Regions from separate parts of the Rattus norvegicus genome. Here region 2 is linked to region 1. A link is a contact called in public Hi-C data. All regions are on one chromosome and are shown on one strand. The core of a region is the stretch at or near the end of the contact, and the rest is flanking DNA. Distances in the headings are between cores, read along the strand shown.

Region 1 (6,171 bases), core at 2,329-4,828:
GTACATTCTGTGGATTTTCAAGAATGTCCCTGCTCCTCCCAAGAACTGTGGGTGGAGAATGGAACTTGGCCTAGCCTTGATCCGAAGTGGGCAGCTGGTACTTGGCCTGATCTCGACCTGAGGCGGTGGGTGTAAGGCTGGTTATGGGTCCTCATAACCTACCTACTTTCTACCAGGCCAAGCCTCCTAATATAGCTCTTGTGCTTCAGTCTAGGGTCCTTCACTTGCTGCTGATTGGAGGAAGTATAGGCCTAGAGGCTTAGGCTAGAGACTCATCTTAGTCTCTTTCCGTGATTCCCCTTGGCACCCTGTCCACCATGACACTGTTGAACTGTTCTGCAACACCGCACCTTCCCCACCATGACAGAGTCACACCTCTGAACACAGGAGCCCAAATTGGTTGTTTCCTCAAATATTTTGGTTAACTAGGTGCAAAAGTAATCAATCACGTGTCTGCCGTCAAACTCACCTCACGGAGTCTAAATCGAATCCTCCTGTGTCTGCCCTCTTTCTGTGCTTTGCTGGGGTTTTTGTTAGTGGGACGGTGTCCTTCTTACTCTAGGGCTATAAGTCTCAATATTGTCTGTGAGTTGTCCTTTCCCTCCTTTGGCTGGTCAGATACCCAGTTCTGGTGGTGTTTTCCTCAGCTGGTCTCTGAGAGCCGCTCTTTCTTCTCTGCCCCCCAAAGCCAGGAACCTCCTCCAGTTTCTAGGATCCATGAAGACCCCCATGGATCTTCCAGACACCTTCCTCTTCACTCTATATCACAAACTATTACCAGGCTAATCTTCTACATAAAAATGATGATTCCACCTGTCACCTTGTTTAGAGCTCTCGGGCACATTTGTGGCTGTGATGATGACTCACTTCCTGGTTTCTGTAATCTTTGCATAAGAGCCAAGTGCTAGTTCCCGACGCTTTCTCCTTCTTCTCGGAATGCTCAGGACATCTCTCCTAAGGCAGCCCCCACCCTACCAAGAAGGCGTCCTTGGTGCATCTTGCCGAGCCGTGAGCCCCACTGGTAAATGGATTACACCACGAGTAGACACTTGATTCATGGGCAGCCAGAATAGGCAGCCTGTCTTAGAGAGCTGCCCATGCAGAACAGGCAGTGCTGGACGCAGGCCACCGAATCAATTTGTGCCTCTCCCGGGAGTCTCATTCCTGAAGGGAACAGACGAGTAGAGTCAGCAGCCAGGGGCTGAGGAGGAGTCACCCAATCCAGGGCACCGAAGTGACAGCCTTAGGGACAATGAGATAATGGCCCTAAACACACTGTCCTGAATGACCTCACCCGGACACCGACTGTGCCTTTTATTTTCTATATTCTGATGTCTTGACATCTGGGGGCCTCGCTGACTCTGGAGGGGGAAGTCATAGGGGAAGTAATTAACTACCTTCTCCACTCCCACCCCAGCATGACTTTCAGATGCAAATCAACCAAAGCCCCCCACCCCACCCATCTCCTTTCTGACTTCTCTTTCTCATAGGTAACCCACCTTCCTCCTTTGTTGCTCGTCCAGCTAAGGGTGGTCCCGAGAGCCCAGAGTTAAGAAGCATAATTTTCGTCTAAGCTGAACCTGCTCACTCTTCCCTGACCACTCCATCCCACAATGCCCAGTAAAGCCTTGCACCCACCTTCCTCCTCCCTCCTGACCAGGTGCTACCTCGTGGTCCCCTGTGGTACCTAGAGCAAGGTCCTTATTCTCGGAACCGAATGACCTGTCTTGTCAACGGCAGCTGCCTCCTGGTCTGCTGACCTCGTTTCTAAAATCGGCAGATTCTGCATGACTCATCCACCTCTGAGGAGTCTGGCTTGTGGTTGTTTCTCTTTGAGGCAGGACCGGGCTCTTCCTGTCTTACCCTAGGTAAATGCACCAAGCACAAACGACCTGTCTCACTTCCGTGGGTCGTTACTGCTTCTTTAGATCAGACCTTTGCCACTTGTCTCACCCCTTTCTCTAACCGAGCTCCCCATGCCCTTCGTGGGCAAGCATGCCGGCTTTCTTTGTAAACAGCCTTAAATACATTCCTGTCCCCTGTGCCTGGTCACAAGGCCATCATCCTTCAGACAAACCCCTGCCTTCCCCAAGCCTAAAGCTACTCTTGCTTCAAGGTCTCACATTCAGACATCCTGCAATGGCTTCTAACTTCACGGGCCTCTCTCTGCACATCATCAGCATCTCCCGTGTCACCGGTGTCATCGGGCCGATGCCACCACAGAGCATCCAGTGCTCCCTGCTTTGTGTTCAGAACTCTCTCTCCTCAGGGCTTTATGTACTCTCAATTCAGGGGACAGATGTTTGGTATTTTGCTTGATGACAGGATGCACTGGTAGCTAAGCAACGGACATCTTTCTTCTCATCAGTCTGGGGTATAAAATCTACACACGGAGCAACAGTTACCACCTGTTGAGCCAGAGCCTGGCTGGAGGGGAAGCCTCATCTTAGCTCTTTTCTGAGCTTGGGGGGGGGGGAGGCCAGCCCCCAGCTTTCTTAAGTGGAGAGAACTCTGTCCATTTTTTAATGGGTCATAGTTGGGGAAAGATTTGAGTTTCTTCCTTTTAGTGTCAGGCCTGTAAGGGGTTGCGAAGTACAGAGGGACTGATGGAGGGAAAGCCGGAGAGATTGGCTCACCAGTGGGATTTGAGGACTGTCTCTTCAGTGGAGGCTGGGCTGGGGAGACTGGAGAGGAAGCCGGGCAATTAAACGCATCGTCCCTCACAGCTTTGACCCCAGCTCTAACCTGTTTGAAAGGAAAACATCTGGCTTGTGTCTTCCCCGGGAGCTGACCAGGATGTGAACACATCGGTAAAGGATTTCAGGGCACATTCCTGAGAGTTCCCCCCTGTGGGACTTCCTAACAAGGGAGTGGAACCGAGTTCTTGGTATCGTCTCCCACCCCAGACATTGCATTTAGAGTTTAAACTATAGAAATAATTCAGAAGCCACAGTGCAAGCCCTAAATATACCTTAAACCCACGAACGCCTTCCTTTTGTCCAGCTCTGTGGACTGTGTCCCTTTAGATGTACTTTCTGTTCTTGGTAGCACTGTAATCAGCAGATAGCCCTACCTTCCCCCCCCCCCTCCTCCCTTAAAACAGACCCTTCTAATAGCTAGCATCCTGCAGTGACCAGAGCCATTAGAAGGATTACACCATTACTGTCCTGTCCAGCACACACATAATGCCCCAGGGATTGCCTTTCTTCTTTGCTTGATTTTTTTTTTTTTAATGGATGAAATCAGTGCCCAATGGTGGGTTGAAAAAATCAAAAACCGAAGAGGGCACAAGGTGACAGTCATTGTTTTCAAGGGCACCTCCCAAACAGCTTTTCCCATTTGAGATTCCTTTGTGAAGGTGACGGCAGATGTCGGTCTCGAGGATAAAGCAGGCTCTGAAAGCACGCGGACAGGTAACGGACCTCTGTTCCTCGTTACCATAATACTGAATGCTCATCCTCTCCCAAGCACCACAGCGAATGTGTGCTCTGCCTGCTCGCCTACGGTTGTTTGTGCTGCAAAGAACCCGGGCCCAGCCCAGAGCCACGTTGCAGGGCTCAGGATTGCTCTGAAACACTGCCACCTAGTGGCAAAATGAGGTACGACAGCACACATCAAGGGCGCCGGGAACTGCAGCAGCTCCAAGGCGAGGAGTTAAAAAATCAGGAGCACAAAGACAGAGGAGGCCAGTTTGGAAATGCCTAAATAGGGCAGGAGACAGGAAAAAGGAGCGGGGGACCTGGAGCGTGAAGAGAGGAATTAAAAGTAACAAATTGGTGGCAGTGAGCTGTTTTCCCCGAGAGCTAGAGATGTGGGTAAGATGAGCTAGGAGACTGCCTCCATTTGCATGGCTCAGTCTGGCTTGTGTCTGGATTCTTAAGGATCCCGGGGGCTCTGTTGAGCTCAGGAAGTCACTGTGCTTCTGTTTCCTTGCTTTGTGGGCTGAGTGAGACCTCAAAGTCTTCCTTCAGTTGAAACATTGTATGAATTTGTTATCTGAGAAATGCAGGGGCAGGCAGCATAGCGTTGGTGGTCCTTAAATCATTTGTGTGGCTTCTGGTTCCTGTGTGTGGGGAGACTTAAAAACACACAAACAAATGAACGGACAAACAAGCGACCACTTCCATCTTGCCTGTCTTCAGTGGGCTATAGAAGCCTAGAAGAAAGAGAGTCTTCTAGCCTGTGGTGACTCTCGGGACCTGTCAAACCTTCCAGTATCAGCCAAGAGGGAGAGCCAGCTCCTAGAGATCTGGAGGCTTCTAGTACTTCAAGATAGGCCGGGAGGGTGTGGGGAGGGAACTGGCACGGAAGTAAATCTGGATTTAAACGAAACACTGTAGTGAACTCAGAGCCATTATAACGGGTTCGACCTTATCGGATGGGTTTTGTCTTTTGCCATTCGTGGGCACTCCTTGGGAAAAGTCATCCGTGATGGCTGTTTTACACACTGTGGATGTCATTTTCACATCCCAGGGCTGAAAGAAGATGTGGGCTCAGCCTCCACCACCGCCACCGTTTGAAGAAACCCAGGTTGCGCTCCCTCTTTCACTGAGGGCTTGGTGGTCCTGCTCATCAAAGCGTTCGCATGGGGAACTCGGCGGAGGGGATTTAAATTCCATCTCGGTGGAGTTTGAACCAAAACACACTGCCCAGCGCCACTTCATAAGCCGAGAATCATCAAGCCAGCCCCAAACAGCTCGAGGGGTCCTTGCCATCGTCGCTCAGCGTAAATCAGTAAAATGACAGGCAATTGACTTTGAAGACGGCTCTCACACGGCTGAGTGGCTGGAGCTTCGGGAAGCAGATGTAAAACACTTGTGATTAGCACCAGAGTAAACAGTGGATTGGGCTCTATCGTCCACACCCCCTCCTGCTCTGCGTCTCTCATTAGGCAGAAGTCAACATGTCCCTCGGTGTGGGGATGTGGTCATGGTTGGACTTAAGTTTGTATTTCAACACTGTCTCAGTTAGGGTTTGACTGCTTGCAAACGACACCTTGACCAGGGCAACTCTTACCAGGACAACATTTAATTGGGGCTGGCTTACAGAATCAGAGGTTCAGTCCATTATCATCAAGGCAGGAACACGGCAGCATCCAGGCAGGCCTGGTGCAGGAGGAGCTGAGAGTTCTACATCTTCATCTGAAGGCTGCTGGTGGAACACTAACCTCCAGGCAGCTAGGAGTAGGGTCTTAAAGCCCACGCCCACAGTGACACAACTACTTCAACAAGGCCGGACCTCCAAATAGCGCCACTCCCTGGGCCACGCCCACACAAGCCGTCACATCACCTGATGTGTACTTCTGGCTTCCCCAGAAGGAAAAGACGAAATAGACTTGGTTTGACGGTTTGTTTTCTATGAAGACATAAAATAGGGGTGAGAATCAGATCCTTCCAACGCCAAAGCTTGTTGCCGTGCTATGATGCCATATCACAGAGTTTGGCCCTGGGGCTTAGAGTTTCTCTAGATGGAAAGGGGAGCATCTGAGAGATTGACACCTGGCAGTGTCCCCTGATCTTATTCTTAAAGACACCTAGAAGGTGACCCTGGCCACTATCTAAGGACGGCTGACACCAACCTTCTCCACCCTGGCCTACTGGGCCAAACGGCCCTTGGGTTGTTGTGCCAACCGATTTTCAACAAAAGTCAGGTTTTTCACGAAAAAAAAAAGGTGTTAAGTGTGCCCACTACAAATACCTGAAAGGTCCTTTGTTTAGATTCTTCCAAACTCATTCTGGCTGTACTGGGACTTTCAGCTACGTAGAAGGGGGTGGAGAGAGACTGCATAGGCTTCTTCAGTAAGCAAAGCCTTAACTCGGAAGTATAAGATCCCCCAGTTCTTCACATCTAGTTGTCCTCTTGGTTCGTTGTAAAATTCTAACTTAAAATCTTCCGTGCTGCAACTTAAACCACTTGAGGAAGTTTAATCGATAGAAGGGAGTCAATGGACGTGAAATGTCTTCCTGCCACCGGGATGCCCAGAAGTCACATGGGAACACCGGACTCAGACCCAGCCCCGTTTCTCAGAGGCACTCGTGTTGAAGAGAGGAATTGGTGCTGACGGTGGAGATCAGGTCCTAAAAGCTTCGGACTTGTTTCGATGTGGGCTGCCTCTGCTCCCTGGGGTCCTGCCCTGGGGAAAGCAGGCCATGGCGGACAGCAGGGAGGTCA
Region 2 (6,171 bases), core at 1,776-4,275, 300 kb before region 1:
CCACATCTCTCCTAGTTTCTTCGCAACATCACCAATGGATAAGCCAGGATGCTCGCCTTTGATTTTTGGGCGGTACTCAGAACAGAACAAGAAGAAGGCCGAACTAAAACCAGAAATGTAGTTTTCAGATTTTAACAACTTTCAGGCATATATATAAATACAAGACATTCTAAATTAGTAATTGAGCAATTAGAAATCGAGCAATTTCTAAAGATACAAAAGGACCAAAAATGGTAGTGATATACTGTACAAAGGAATCAGTGTCTCAGTTCAAATGCCTTACCCTAATAAAATTCTACCTGACTTAAGTTACATTATGACTTCTCAAAATACAAGACCTGAGCCATTTTCAGCTAAGGTACCAAGTACTAGACACTGAAGGTGGCCGAATCAATTCCTACCCACTCTAAACAACTCAAAATAAAAGCTCATACTCACGGAGGCCTCTTGGGGGCATTGGGGTCCTTGAACTTCTTTTTGGTCTCCCCTTTGGGGGGGATGTAGGTTTTCATTTCTCTTTCATAACGAGCCTTGTCAGCCTTTGCCATATCTTCAAATTTCCCCTTTTCTTTAGCAGACATGGTCTAGAAAGAGTCATTTGTGAACTTGATATAGAGGTGTTTAATATGCCACCCTAAAGCACTTTAATAGTCAAATAGTAAGGAGAACACCCAGCCCCTTCATCCTAATCTACAACTAAAAGGCCGTTAGTGTCTTTAAAGCCCCCTTACCTTCCACCTCTCTGAGCACTTCTTGGAGAACTCTGAGAAGTTGACAGAAGCATCCGGGTGCTTCTTCTTGTGCTCCTCCCGGCAGGTTTGCACAAAGAATGCATATGAGGACATTTTGCCTCTCGGCTTCTTAGGATCTCCTTTGCCCATGTTTAGTTGATTTTCTGAAAGAAAGCACTCAATGTTAGTAACCAAAAAACTGAAACTGACCAGTTTCGAACTGCTCAGGGTGGCAAGACAACCAAAATTTGTGTTATTTAACACAGCGGTGACGACAATCTCCCATAAAAGCCAAGCAGGACATTGCAAACCGTAGCCAATTCCTAGAAGTGGTTAAGCCACAGCGATGAGGGCATGGGACACAGGGAAGAAAAAAAAAAAAAAAAAGGTCTCAAAGTGTGATCTCAAAAATGTAGGCACACATACACTCAAGCATTGGCTATCTGTCCAGTCTGTTCTGAATGACTCCTAACTGGTAGTTTAAACTATGTCCAAATCTTTAAAAAAAATTTAAACCAGCAAAACACAAACATTTAAAAAAAAAAAGAAAAAACCCACCCTTTCCATTAGTGAGTTTTGCGGTGTACAAGGAATGATCCAGTAGACCTTAAGAGAATTACAGGCCTAGAAAAGCAGGGGGAGGGGATGAAAAGCAAAACAATAAATCCCCCTCGTGCACCTAAAGTTTACCCAGCTTTAGGAACACCCGGTCTTCGCATCAAACTTTGCTCGGGAGGGCGGAGGCGGCGCTGGGACAGGGCCGGGAGAGGCCGCCCGTTTCCTATCGCTTTGGCCCCGAGATGCGTTTCTGCTCTGACTAAACACGTCCGGTCTGAAGTTTCTCCGAGTAAACAAGGATGAGGGACAAAAGCCACTCCTGCCGCCGCCCCCCCCTCCGCCACCACGGGGGTGTCGGGCTTTTTTTTTCCAACAGGGCCCGTGAAAAGTTGGGGTACCCTGGCGCGCGCGGGGAGGATTCCCCGCCCTCCGAACTTGGCCTGAGGTAGAGGGGGGCTGCGGCTCCGGGCGGGCCCGAGGCCGCCACGTGCGCCCGGAAGGCCGCAGGCTCGCGCCGCCGCCCCCATTTTGTCGGCCGCGGCGCAAGAAGCCCCGCTCGAAATGGGGGCTGGCTCCGCCCGCGGCCGCCAGGGCCGGCGCACGGAATGGCCGCTGCGCGTCTTCCCCGCCTGCGCCGCCGCCGCCGCCGCCGCCGCGAGGGCGAGCGCGGCGAGAATATGGCTCCTTCCCTTTGTGTGTGCGCGCGTGTGAGTGTGTGTATGTGTGTGTGTGTATGTGAGTGTGTGAGGAGACTGAGGCGCGCGGCGGGCGGGGCGCTGGCGCACTCGCCATGGCGGCGGGGGAGGGGCGGGGGCGCGCGGCTCCCCTCCCCCCGCGGCCCCCGCGCCGTCTCCCTCCGCGCGCCCCGCCGCCCCCGCACGGAGAACGCGGGGCTGTGAAGAGAGGAGAGAGGGGAGCGAGAGGAGAGGGGGGGAAAAAAAAAGTTGCCTCAGAACTGCTGCGCCCAGCTTCCCCCGCCCGCACGCCCGCCTTGTTTTCTCTACAGCCAGCAGCGCCGGGCCGAGTCAGCCATGTTCCAGCGAGAGCAGCGGCGCCGCTCCCCCCACTGCCGCCCGCTCGCCCGCCGCCTCGCCCGGCCCGAGCCGCCCCGCACGGCCGCCCCCGGCCCACCCGCGCCGCCCTCGCCCGCAGCGGCGCCCCGCCCGCCGCCCCGCGCTCCCCGCCGCGGCCGCCCATGCAGCCGGGAAGCGCCGCCGCTGCCCGCTCCGCGCACGCCGCCTGCCCGAAACGCTCGGCCCCGGGGGCCACAAACACGTTTAAAAAAATTTTTTTTAAAAATAATCCGGAACACACACAAAAAAAATTTTTTTGCGCCAGTGAGGCGCGGAGGGCGCTGCGGGTGTGAAGTGGCGGCCGCCTGAGGCCCGCGGCTCGGTTCGGGGCAGCGTTCGCGGCGCCCGGCGGAGCCTCGCTCCGTGCGCAGTTCCCCCCACGGTCCCCCCTCATTTGCCTTTGTGTGGAGCCTGACCCGCCGGCTTCGGGCCGCGGGGATCCGGTCGCCGCGCGGGCTACGAGGCTGCCTGAGGCGCTTTCCCCGCCGCTGCGCCGCCCCACACTTACCCTCCGCGAGGCACAGAGTCGCCCAGTGCCCGTCCGGCTCTCGCTTGCCCCGGCGCTGTCTCTATGGAGCTCAATGTACTGCAATGGCTGTGAGAGCGGGAGCCAGACGCAGCCTCCTCACTCTCTCCGCTCTGTAACATTACTCTCCAGCCAGCGCGCCTCCTATTGGCTACCGCCAACTCACGGGGCTCGCTCATTGGCCCGTTCCCTCCCATTGTCCTGACCAGAGCCCGTGCGCCATTGGCTGTCTGCGAGGACACGTCACCGAGGATTGAAACAGCGCGCAAATCTGAATGTGTGAGTGTGTGCCGGGCCGAGAGGCTGAGGCGGGAGAGGCAGCTGCAGAGGCAGCAGCTGCTACGGGAAAGCGGAGCTCTATGGTGTCTGTGTGCCTGCGTCTGCCCCGAGCCAGCCCCACGCCCGAGCCGCGGCGCGCGCGGTCAGGGCCCAGCTCTGCCACAGCCACCGCGGCGTCCTCAGGCCCGAGCGGCTCCCGCAGGCCCGCCCCCCCTCCCGCTCCACGCTCCGGCCCGGAGCCGTTGAGATTCGCGGCCCGTGCTTGGGGATGCGTCCGGGAGTGGGGCGGCTGCTCCGGGGCCTGCGGCCCAAACGCGGGGGCCTCTGTGGGCCCCGGGACGGCTATGCTGTTGCAGCCCACCACAAGACACCCCTCACCTGGGCTCCCGCCTAACGTGCCCACCCTGCCCAGAGGCCTAGGCTGCTCCCACCAGCAGGCGTCCAGTTGCACCCCTTTTTTCTGGTTTTGCTCCAGTTTCCCAGTACTTCTCCAACTCTTTTTTCTTTTGGTCAAACACAAAGCATTGTTTTGAACTTCCCGGACACCAAAGCCTTATTCCGGGGAATTAATGCACAGCCACTGGGGTTTGATACTGGCTGCTCTCAGGAAATGTTTGGGCGGGCCCAACTAGAATTAGCAAATTCGTTAAAGACCTCGTCCCCCCACCCCCGTCCACACACATACACACACACAGGCTGTTTTCTGTGACTCGGTGTGGATTACTGTTGGAATCAAATGAATCTTTGTGATGGCTATCTTCACCCCGATCGCACCACTTAGTGCATACATGTACCTGCTCTAGGATTACCAGCCGTTTAGGGCTACTGTTACCTGAAGGATTAGATGCCATAGAGGACTGTACTTTCTCCCACTCACCAAGCTGGCTGCTCACACTTAAGTCTGCAGAGAAAATAGCCAGGCCAGTTTTAAAGGCCACAGGCTTGCACTAATCCTTGATGGATCTAATATCTTTCTGGGGGGGGCAGAGCACCTCTCTTCAGTTAAAAACAAATGTGCCCCCCCTTTTTATTCTGACTCTTAGACACTTCTCAGATAAACAAAGAATTCCTCCAAAATGCACTTAATCCAAGTCAAAACATTCAAGTCATAGATATTGGGTTAGATTTCTATAGCACTTCTAGGGTTTTATTATTTAATGGATTTGCTTGATTTTACTGTCCTTACTGGGAATAGGCTCGGATAATCTTTTCTGACTAGTGACTTTAAGGTCCATTGCCATTTTTTAACAATACACTCTTGGTCTAGCGACTATCATTGGTGTGACTGAACAGTACACCAAACACACATGCAAAGGCATGTATACACACACACACACACACACACACACACACTGGTGTACTGGCTGGTTTTGTGTGTCAGTTTGACCCACGTTAGAGTCATCAGAGAGGAAGGAGCCTCAGTTGAGAAAATGCCTTCATGAGATCCAGCTGTAAGGCATTTTCTCACTTAGTGATCAGTGGGGACACTCATGGGCTCAATCCATGGTGGGAGATTTCTGGGCTGGTGGTCCTGGGTTCTATCAGAAAGCAGACTTAGTAAGCCATGGGAAGCAAATGAGTAAGTCCACAGCCTCTGTCTGCATCAGCTCCTGCCTTCGGGTTCCAGCCCTGCTTGAGTTCCTGTGCTGTCTTCCTCCATCGTTGGACTATGATCTGGAAGTATAAGCCAAATAAACCCTTTCTTCCCCAATTTGTTTTCTGGTCATGGTGTCTTTGTCACAGAAATAGAAACCCTAACGAAGATGAATGGCTAATGCCTTTAGACCCCACATGCAGGAGGCCTTTAGACCCCACATGCAGGAGGAAGATCTCTGTGGGTTCTAGACCAGCCTGGTGTACACACTGAGTTCCAGGCCTGAACTACATAAGGAGACCCCCCCCCAAACAGAGACCCACTCTATTATTAAGAACTATATAAAACATGTGTTGTGCACTTCCAATATTTTAAAATACATGTTGACATTTAAATTGTTATCTTTACATATACTTAACCTGTCCCACTACATTTGTACTTTATGTGATTACATAACTTCAGCCCTGTTGTATATTGTTAGTTCTTTATAAAATACTCAATAGCTGGGTGGAGAGATGGTTCAGTGGTTAGACCACTGGCTGTGTGCACTTGCAGAAGGCCTGGGTTCAGTTCTCAACCTCCACATGGCAGCTTGCATACATCTACCCATGCGTTCACATAAAATACATGTACAAGTGTATCTTAGGTCAGAATAATTAAGCTATCTTCAATAGTATCCCCACTACTAAGTGCCCTGTCAATCTGAGGGTGCCACTGTTGTTTCTTTCCAGCACTGGCTCTGGTCCAGCTGCCCACTCTGCTAGTGGTCTGGACTAGGCTTACTCTTGTGAGGGTAAGTTAATGGCCCACAAAGAAGCAGGAGGTTTGCATTGGGTAGGGCAGGAAGTAATGGGCGCTGGGGTTAAACAGCCATAGGTTCAAATCTACCAACCACGGGCATCAGGTTTCTCATCTTCAAAACAGACAGCCAAAGCTTATTGGGAGAATTACATTTTATCTTTTGGATTCAGGGTCTTGCTATGTAGCCTGAACTAGCTTCTAACTTGCCGTCTTTCTCATAGTGTGACGTGTTCTTTTGTTTTGTTTTTTGCTTTTTTGAGACAGGCTCTGTGTGTGTGTGTGTGTGTGTGTGTGTGTAGCCTTGGTTGTTCTGGAACTCGATCTGTAGACCAGGGTGGCCTCAAACTCAGATCTGACTGCCAAGTGGTAGGATTAAAGGCATGTGCCACCATCACCTGTCTGGTTTTTTTCTTTTTTCCCTTTTGTGACAGGGTCTCTCCTGAATAGTCCTGGTTGACCTCTAACTCCTGAGCTCCTGAATGCAAGGTGCCAGAACTGAACTTTTGGTTTGATTTGGAGGCAGTGTTGCTCGGTGTAGTCCTGGCTGGCCTTGGACTCAGACACCGCCTGCCTCTGTTTGAAGGCGTGTGCCACTGCCACCCAGCAAAC

Evidence for each region. A called contact is a pair of places that touch in the nucleus more often than the background predicts.
Region 2: a Hi-C map of the A7r5 cell line shows a contact between it and region 1, with 3 times the contacts expected there. The contact joins the promoter of Hmgb1 here to the enhancer-like site in region 1. A contact is called at or near these places in 2 of 12 Hi-C or Micro-C datasets (the A7r5 cell line and mammary epithelial cells).

What each region holds. Positions count from the first base shown.
Region 1 is chr12:10,704,203-10,710,373 of GRCr8, reverse strand. No RefSeq gene overlaps it. Among named protein-coding and RNA genes, the nearest start is that of Rpl28-ps11, 20 kb to the right of the region's middle. Within about 2 kb of position 3,578, at least 23 of the 93 cell types and tissues checked have an H3K27ac peak or open chromatin away from gene starts, as enhancers often do. A contact at or near this core is called in the A7r5 cell line, where this site is marked.
Region 2 is chr12:11,006,090-11,012,260 of GRCr8, reverse strand. Hmgb1 (high mobility group box 1) reads right to left here and starts at 3,025. Exons shown (of 5, transcript NM_012963.3): 1 at 2,871-3,025; 2 at 732-895; 3 at 439-584; 4 at 1-103. The coding sequence starts at 881.